Regions from separate parts of the Macaca mulatta genome. Here region 1 is linked to region 2. A link is a contact called in public Hi-C data. All regions are on one chromosome and are shown on one strand. The core of a region is the stretch at or near the end of the contact, and the rest is flanking DNA. Distances in the headings are between cores, read along the strand shown.

Region 1 (4,030 bases), core at 245-2,744, 160 kb before region 2:
AGTGCAGCCCAGGGCTATAACAGAATAAAGTGAAACTAGTTTCAAGGATCAAATTTGCTGCCTTTCTGGCAACCAGCTGAATTAACTGACTCTAAAAAGCAGAAGCAGTATAATTAGAGTCATTAGGAGTCCAGAGAAAAAGACTTAAAATTACCTACTTTTCCCTGGGTGGTATGACAAACTCTCACTATTTTTGATTTTATGAAGGTCAGCTTTCCTACAGCTCTGTCACTCTATAGATTGGAAGCATGATTTCATACCACGTACTTCAAGGCCAATTTTTCCTTGTCCAGTACTCATAGTCTCACGTGAAGTCCATGTTATTTGTTCATTCCCATTACGCTAGACAGAGAATGGATGCACACATAATTTTCGTCTTGGGGATGATTTAGTAATGATCAAAAGTGAAACTGTTTCAAAGTGGGAAGCAAGGTGCACAGACTCACTTGCCTCCAATTGATTTCTCTTCCTCAAAGAAAAGTCCGGATGGAAGGAACCTTGAGACTTAGGTACCTCTGGGGTGCTGTGACAAAGTAGAAAAAACACGAAACAAGTCATTAGGGAACCCGACTCCAACACTAGTTCAGTTGTTTAGCTTTGAACAACTCCCCTTGCCTCTCTGTGCCTGTGTTTTCCATCTTTAAAATGGAAATATCAACAGTTACCTTAGCCAGGTGCCTTGTAGTGATGTGGAGGCAGATCATAGGCACGACAGTGCTGTGAAAATCGCATGACCAGCAGCTAACTGTGAGTGCTGGGTTCCTACCACATAATGGACTCTGTGCTGGGTACTTTTCACACTTATCTCATTTAATCCTCAGAACAACATATGCAGAAATTGTACCATTATCCCCTTTCTTTTTTGTTTTTATTTTTGTTTTTTTGAGACAGAGTTTCACTCTTGTTAACCAAGCTGGAGTGTAATGGCGCAATCTCGGCTCACCTCTGCCTCCCGGGTTTAAGCAATTCTCCTGCCTCAGCCTCCCAAGAACCTAGGATTACAGGCATGCACCACCTTGCCCAGCTAATTTTTTGTTTTTAGTAGAGACGGGTTTCGCCATGTTGGTCAGGCTGGTCTCAAACTCCTGACCTCAGGTGATCCACCTGCTTTAGCCTCCCAAAGTGCTGGGATTACAGGCATGAGCCACAACACCTGGCCTAACCCTTTCACATATGAGAAAACCAAGACTTAGTTGGAGAGGGTCAGTTACTTCCTAGAAGTCACTCAGTTACCAAGGGGTGGGGCCAGAACTCAAAGTCAAGTGCCAGTGGCCTGGGAGCTGGGGCCCATGTGAATCCCTGCCCCTCAAAGCAAGGCGTGGCTTGTTATCAACTCTGGGTCTGGCTTCTCTGGACTGTGACACAGCCCCATGTTTTGAAACTCCATTTTTCCACACGGGGTTAATCCAAAGAGCCTGCTGGGAGAGGAGAGACCGCTGCAAACCCTGCCAGCATGTTACATGCTGCTTAGCAACCAGTGAAAACAAGCAGCTCTCTAGCAGGAAGGGAAAACCAGCCTCAGGCTGCAGAGGAGGAGTGAAGAAGGGGGAGACACAGGGCCCTGCCTAATCTGGTTGGGTTTGTGTGGCCATGGGCACACGCTAATCTGCTTTCCCCTTAGTGTTAACTGGTCACTATGCTGAGGAGATGCCAGGACCAACAAGGAAGATAGCAAATGAAAAGACCTCATCACCTAAGTTCAACCTCGATCTTGGCATTTAGGCTGCCTGTAGAAGGTGGGTGCAGGCACCAGCCCTCAAAGGGCCTGGAGATAAGCCAGAAAAAGAGCTCAGTTCTCCAAAGCCACCGTTGACTGAGACTCTAAGAGAAGACAATTTCAAATGAATATGAAGGCCTTGATAAAGCTCCACCCATCCAGGAAAGAAAGTAGGGGAGCATTTCAAACTTTCAGCTAAAAGGTTTGAGGTTACAATAACCTTCAGCTTGCCCAGGATATCTTTCTTTTGCTTGAGGAATTTCAAAACATCTCAAAATCTCACAGAAATCTTCATGCCTAAAATCTATGCAGTAGGAGCCACTTCATGAAAAGTAATTAATCACATGACATTTTGATTAATGTAAGGAATTTGAGGAATTGTGAGTTTCAGGAAGGTTGGTGAGAATGTCTTCTCAAAGGAGTTCTCTAACGGAAATAACAAGTGAAGTATCATGAATGGAAGACCAGCATATCTGGAAGCGAGTGTGTTCCTTGCCACTAACTGCCTGTATGTCTTTAGGCATGCCATTTATGTATTCTCTCATCACACATCTAAAGAACCAGGCTGGAGGAAAAGACACAATGGCCCTGTCTGGCCCTGGGGTTGCTTAATGTCTCCGGGGAAGGTTGAGGCCTGAACAAGCCAGTAGCATTTAGCGTGGTCCATGCACTATGTGTCACCATGGGAAGGCATTATGGAGTTGCTGAAGCTCCAGTGGAATCCAGAGGATGAAGACGAGCTTGGCATGTGTAGAAAGGGGAGACAGGTATTGCGGGAGGAAGGGACTGCACGCACTGCCTTGTGGGGGAGTGATGTGGAACTTCATGGATCAATGGGACTGGGGCACAATGAGTTTGTAGGGATATGGCGGGAGATAAACCTGGAGAAGTAAGCCAAGCTCAGATTCATTCCACAGTGCATTCAACACATCGAGCCCCTACCATGTGCCAAGCAATGTGAGAGCAACTGGGATAGAGAAAAATCCCTGCCTTTGCAGAAATTCCACTGGCACAGAGTGGAACAAGGTCCTGAAGAAGACAGGTGACGCACAGCATATGTTATATGACAAGGACTAAAGCCAACTACACCCATGAGGAGGAGGATAAGGAGGTTGCATTTTAGTTTGAACATTTGAAACATGTTCTATAGGAAGCAAGAGAACAAGCCTTGTTGGTGGCTAAGAGGAGAACATTCTAGAAGGAGCATATGAGACCTGAGTACTATCTTAGTTCATTTGTACTACTATAACCAAATCCCTGAGACTGGGTAATTTATAAATAATAGAAACTTGTTTCTCACAGTTCTGGAGGCTGGGAAGTCCAAACTCAAAGCACCAGCAGGTTGGTGTCTGATGAAGGCTGCTGTCTTTATCCAAGTTGGTGCCTCAAATGCTGTGTCCTCACATGACGGAAGGGCAAAAATGTCCTGGGAGCTCCCTTCAACCTCTTTTATAAGGTTGCTAATCCCATTCATGAGGGCTCTGCACCTCCTAAAGACCCTACCTCTTAATACTATCATATTGGCAGTTAAGTTTCAACATACGAATTTGGGAGACACATGCAGACCATAGCTAGTACAAGGGGGCAAGCTTTGTCTTCACAGCTATGGAGATAATGGAGTTTAATCCCAGAATCCAAACAAGCACATTTCAGTTTTTGAAAGGACTACTTTTATACCTCTAGATAGCAGGCAGGTAGAGGGAAGCATTGGGAAACAACTGGAAAATTTCAGAAAAGACACAAGAGGGCTCTAAATGAGAAAGAGTTGGGGCTGGGGTGGGATTTGAGAACAGAGTTAGTGGAACTAGTGGTTGGTAGGAGCTGCTGCTGTGTAAGGCTGGCTTGGGTAGGGGGAGCAGAAGGAGAGAGGATAGTAGTGACAGAGACAGTTGGGACAGGGAGGGGTTATGAGGTGATGTTTGATCTGACCACCTACTTACTATGCCCAGTCCTTGGTGATGTGTCCTACCTGATGTCACAGCTCTCACCAGGACAAGAAGGGTGGCCTGCACCCTGCTTCTGGTAGTCACCTGTGCACATGAAAGGCTGCTCCTCATGCTTGGGGCCAGCATGTCTCTCCATGTGTCCCAGCAGCATGGCCTCACTCCACGAGGAAGGATGCATCTCACACCACCAGCTGGCAAAGCTTTTTTATTGTAAAAGTCACACCCTGCCCTAAAAGCACATGGCAACAAACATTTCTGCGTGGAGGAGGATGTCCTGGTGTCTGTAAATTAGCCAAGGAGCCATGCTTGTTTCCTAGTGCAGGGTGACTGCACAGTCCGTTGTATCCAATTTGCAGCATCAAGCTAA
Region 2 (3,610 bases), core at 221-2,720:
ACGCTGGAGTGCAATGGTATGATCTCAGCTCACCGCAACCTCTGCCTCCCAGGTTCAAGCGATTCTCCTGCCACAGCCTCCTGAGTAGCAGGGATTACAGGCATGCACCACCAAGAAGAGGTAATTTTTCTATTTTTAGTAGAGACAGGGTTTCTCCATGTTGGTCAGGCTGGTCTGGAACTCCTGACCTCAGGTGATCTGCCTGCCTCGGCCTCCCAAAGTGCTGGGATTACAGGTGTGAGCCACCACACCTGGCCACCCTTGAATTCTTTTCTGGGCAAAGCCAAAACCCCTCACAGGCTAAGCCCCACTTTGGAGCTCACCTGCCCTGCACTGGACCAACACAAGCTCAGCAACAGGAATCCTGGCAGTGCTGCTCTGTTGGAGCCGGTGAGGGGAGCCCTCTTTTGCATTCATTCAACATCTAGCGAGGCTGAGCCATGATCCTCTCCACCTGGCACAGGACACAGAGTTTTCTCATTTAATATAGGAAGCCTGCTTCCTAGCTGCATTGCTATGAAGCTTTGTTGAGCAACACTACATATCATTTCCCATTGCAAACCAACATGTAGGAGAAAACTATAGTAGCGCTTACATTTGGCTGCTAAGAAAATAACTATAGGTCCACCACTAGACTAAGCACCAGGAGGGCAGGGGCTTTGGGGATTGCTTACTACTGTCTCACCAGCACCAAGAACAGCAGCTGGCACATAATAGGCAATTGGTAAACAATGGCAGAAGAAGAGTGGCACCAGCTAGTGTACTCCAAATCAAAGTTAATAAATTTCATAATTTTTTTTAAACCAGAGAGGCATTGTGACTAAATAGCACATTCCAAATAAGAAAAGAGGGAGAGTATTTTAACATCTTGTTCGTGAAAAAGTTTTATTTCCAAACACAAAAGCAGCAAAACTGTGAATGGTAAATGTCTCCTTACAGCCATGCACTATTAATAGTCCAAAAGAATGGGATTTTCAGAAAAATGAAAGTTGGTTTTCAAAGGGAGCAAATGAAAGCTCCACTCTTTAAACCTGTAGTAGCCCGTTTGCAGGTTTCCAAGCGACCTTCTTATTGCAAACACCCATCTGGAGAGCTGGAGAGAAGAATGTGGCCACAAAGGGAAACGAAGAGTGTAAACTATAAAGGAAACAGCTGAAATCAGTTTTCTGCACTACCCTTGATTAGCTATTTTCCAGTTCTAAGAGCCCGAAGCAAAAAGAACTACAACAGCTATAAACAATAGATGCTTTGAAATAGGTTCCCTTTACATGTCAGGCAAGAGGAGATGGACCACATGTCAGCAGTCGACATCCCCATATGGAGGGGCAACTGGAAGCTGTAACAGTCTTCGGGGGAGGGGAAGGACACACAGAAACGGCTTGGCAGTGATGCTCTGTCTTAGAGGGGGCCGATGCAGCTCTTCAATACAGAACCTCTGCCCTCAGGGTGTTTGCTAGTTAACCACTGAGCTTGTTTGGATTTAAACCAAAGAGGGATGGGAGGTGGGGGTGGGGAGTAGGTCTCTAATCTGAAGAAAGAGAGCACACAGTGCCAAGAGAGCCCTGGCCCTGGCTCTGAGGAAGCCTGTGAGGAGGACTGCCGTCCGTCACGTCTGTGGAGGGAAGGGGAGGGGGTGCTGGGGGGAACACCCCACCAGGAACTTGGCAAATATGTCCCTAGGACCCCACTGTACATGGAAGCAGAAGTGTGGGGTCCTGGGCATCCCCCTAGACACTGAATAGAAGTGATTGAATCATGGAACATGTGAAAAACAAAAGTGGAGAAGACAACAGCCATATTCTTTTCTAGGTGGGCAGAGGGAGAGATCTTTGGGAAAGGGGCTTGGAAGTAGTTCTTTCTTCTCTCCCTCCAGCCACCTATCTGCCTTAGAGAGAAAGAAAAGTGAAACGGAAAGCTTTTGTCAGAGATCAGCGAACTCTGACTCCTATTAGATGCGCTTTCGCTTTGGGGATTGGTAGTAATTAACAGAGTGCTTGGTGGAGGTGTGGGGTAGGGAGCTAGTTAACTCCTTCTGGCCACTAGGGTTCTTTTAGCAAATTATTATAATAATTTAGTAAATTATTATAATGCATAAAGCGGTGCCCTAGTGACCAGAAAGGATTTGGTCTCTAGTAATAATTTGTAGACTGGAAAAATCTGACCAAATAAGAAAGGTCATTTGCTTTTTTTAAAATGCTAAAAATAGCACTGATTAATATGAGTAAATAAAGGGAGACATTATATGGACACTATTTGGCCAGACTTACAACTTTACATTTTTCCTTTTTTTTTTTTTTTTTTTTTAAGCAAAAGAAAACTTTCACAAGAAGAAGGGAGAATACTAGAGACTAACAAGCTAAGTTTTCAGCATGGACAAGTCATGAACTAGAAGCAGAAAGTAAAAAATTGCATCCAAAAGCCACAAAAAGAAGAATCCTGGGAAACAAACAAATATCTGAAAAGATGTTGTCTCCCCAGAAATGCAAAGTTAAATACAATTTTGGAAAACAAGCAGAAACCTTTCAGAGGTCTGGTTGAAAGTTTTAAAAAATAATCTTTAATTGAAAAATTCTGCTGTGTGGATGTGAAAGTATCCTTAAATTATCTTCAGGAATTGGACTATAAGGCTCAGTCAATAATAATTCCAATGCTAGAATAATTTTCCTGTTGAGATAGAAAAATGTTTGGTCTGAAGAAGGCCAAGAGAAAGCGGGAGCATGTTACCTGTATAAATCCCGTGCTACGTCGTCCTCATTGACTGCATATCCGTGGGTATCATCAGTAAAACTGAAGCCTGTGCCCACCTGCAGAAGAAATAGACAAGCAGGTATAAATACGGAGAAACACATGCCTTAGAGACCTGCAGGGAGGTCCCACACTGGAAGGCAACCTTGTTCCAAAGGCCAAGCTCAGACTTCAGATTTTTGCCATCATCTCCCCGTGCCTTTAGCCCTCCTCCCAGGAGGATGCTGAGTGCCACCTATTCTCTCTACCCCCCAAAGCCCAAACAAAACAGCAACACAGAGCTTTGCCCTGGGGTCAGCGGCTGAGCTGCCCTGGTCCTCAGTGGAGACTCTGCCAGATGTTGATTTAAGGAAGAAGAATTCATCTTTTCCATCCCCTGCTACAGTATCAAAAGATCCAAAGTTGTCTCCTCTCCCTGGAGAGTGCTTTGCTCTGTCCTGCCAAGAAAAAACTCTTAGTCGGTGTGGTGGCTCACTTTTGTAATCCCAGCACTTTGGGAGGTTGAGGCGGGCAGATCATCTGAGGTCAGGAGTTCAAGACCAGCCTGGCCAACATGGTGAAACCCGATTTCTACGAAAAATACAAAAATTAGCCAGGCATGATGGTGGGTGCCTGTAATCCCAGCTACTGGGGAGGATGAGGCATAAGAATCACCTGAGCCTGGGAGGCGGAGATTGCAGTGAGCTGAAATCATGCCACTGTATTCCAGCCTGGGTGACTGAGCGAGACTCTGTCTCCAAAAAAAAAGAAAAAGAAAAAGAAAAAAAGAAACTCTCTAGGCTGGAGAAAAAGGTAGTTGTATGTTGTCTTCTTCTTCTTCCTCCTCCTCCTCCCCCTTCTTTTCTTTATTTTCGAGAAATATGGC

What was found. A called contact is a pair of places that touch in the nucleus more often than the background predicts.
Region 1: a contact with region 2 is called in a Hi-C map of sperm, with 3 times the contacts expected there. The contact joins two enhancer-like sites. A contact is called at or near these places in 9 of 14 Hi-C or Micro-C datasets (CD4 T cells, blood, cortical neurons and 5 more).

Annotation. Positions count from the first base shown.
Region 1 is chr3:99,417,630-99,421,659 of T2T-MMU8v2.0, reverse strand. No RefSeq gene overlaps it. Among named protein-coding and RNA genes, the nearest start is that of TRIL, 24 kb to the right of the region's middle. Within about 2 kb of position 1,494, at least 18 of the 40 cell types and tissues checked have an H3K27ac peak or open chromatin away from gene starts, as enhancers often do.
Region 2 is chr3:99,255,356-99,258,965 of T2T-MMU8v2.0, reverse strand. It overlaps CPVL (carboxypeptidase vitellogenic like), which reads right to left. Exons shown (of 15, transcript XM_028845911.2): 7 at 2,725-2,804. Among named protein-coding and RNA genes, the nearest start is that of CHN2, 100 kb to the right of the region's middle. Within about 2 kb of position 1,470, at least 9 of the 40 cell types and tissues checked have an H3K27ac peak or open chromatin away from gene starts, as enhancers often do.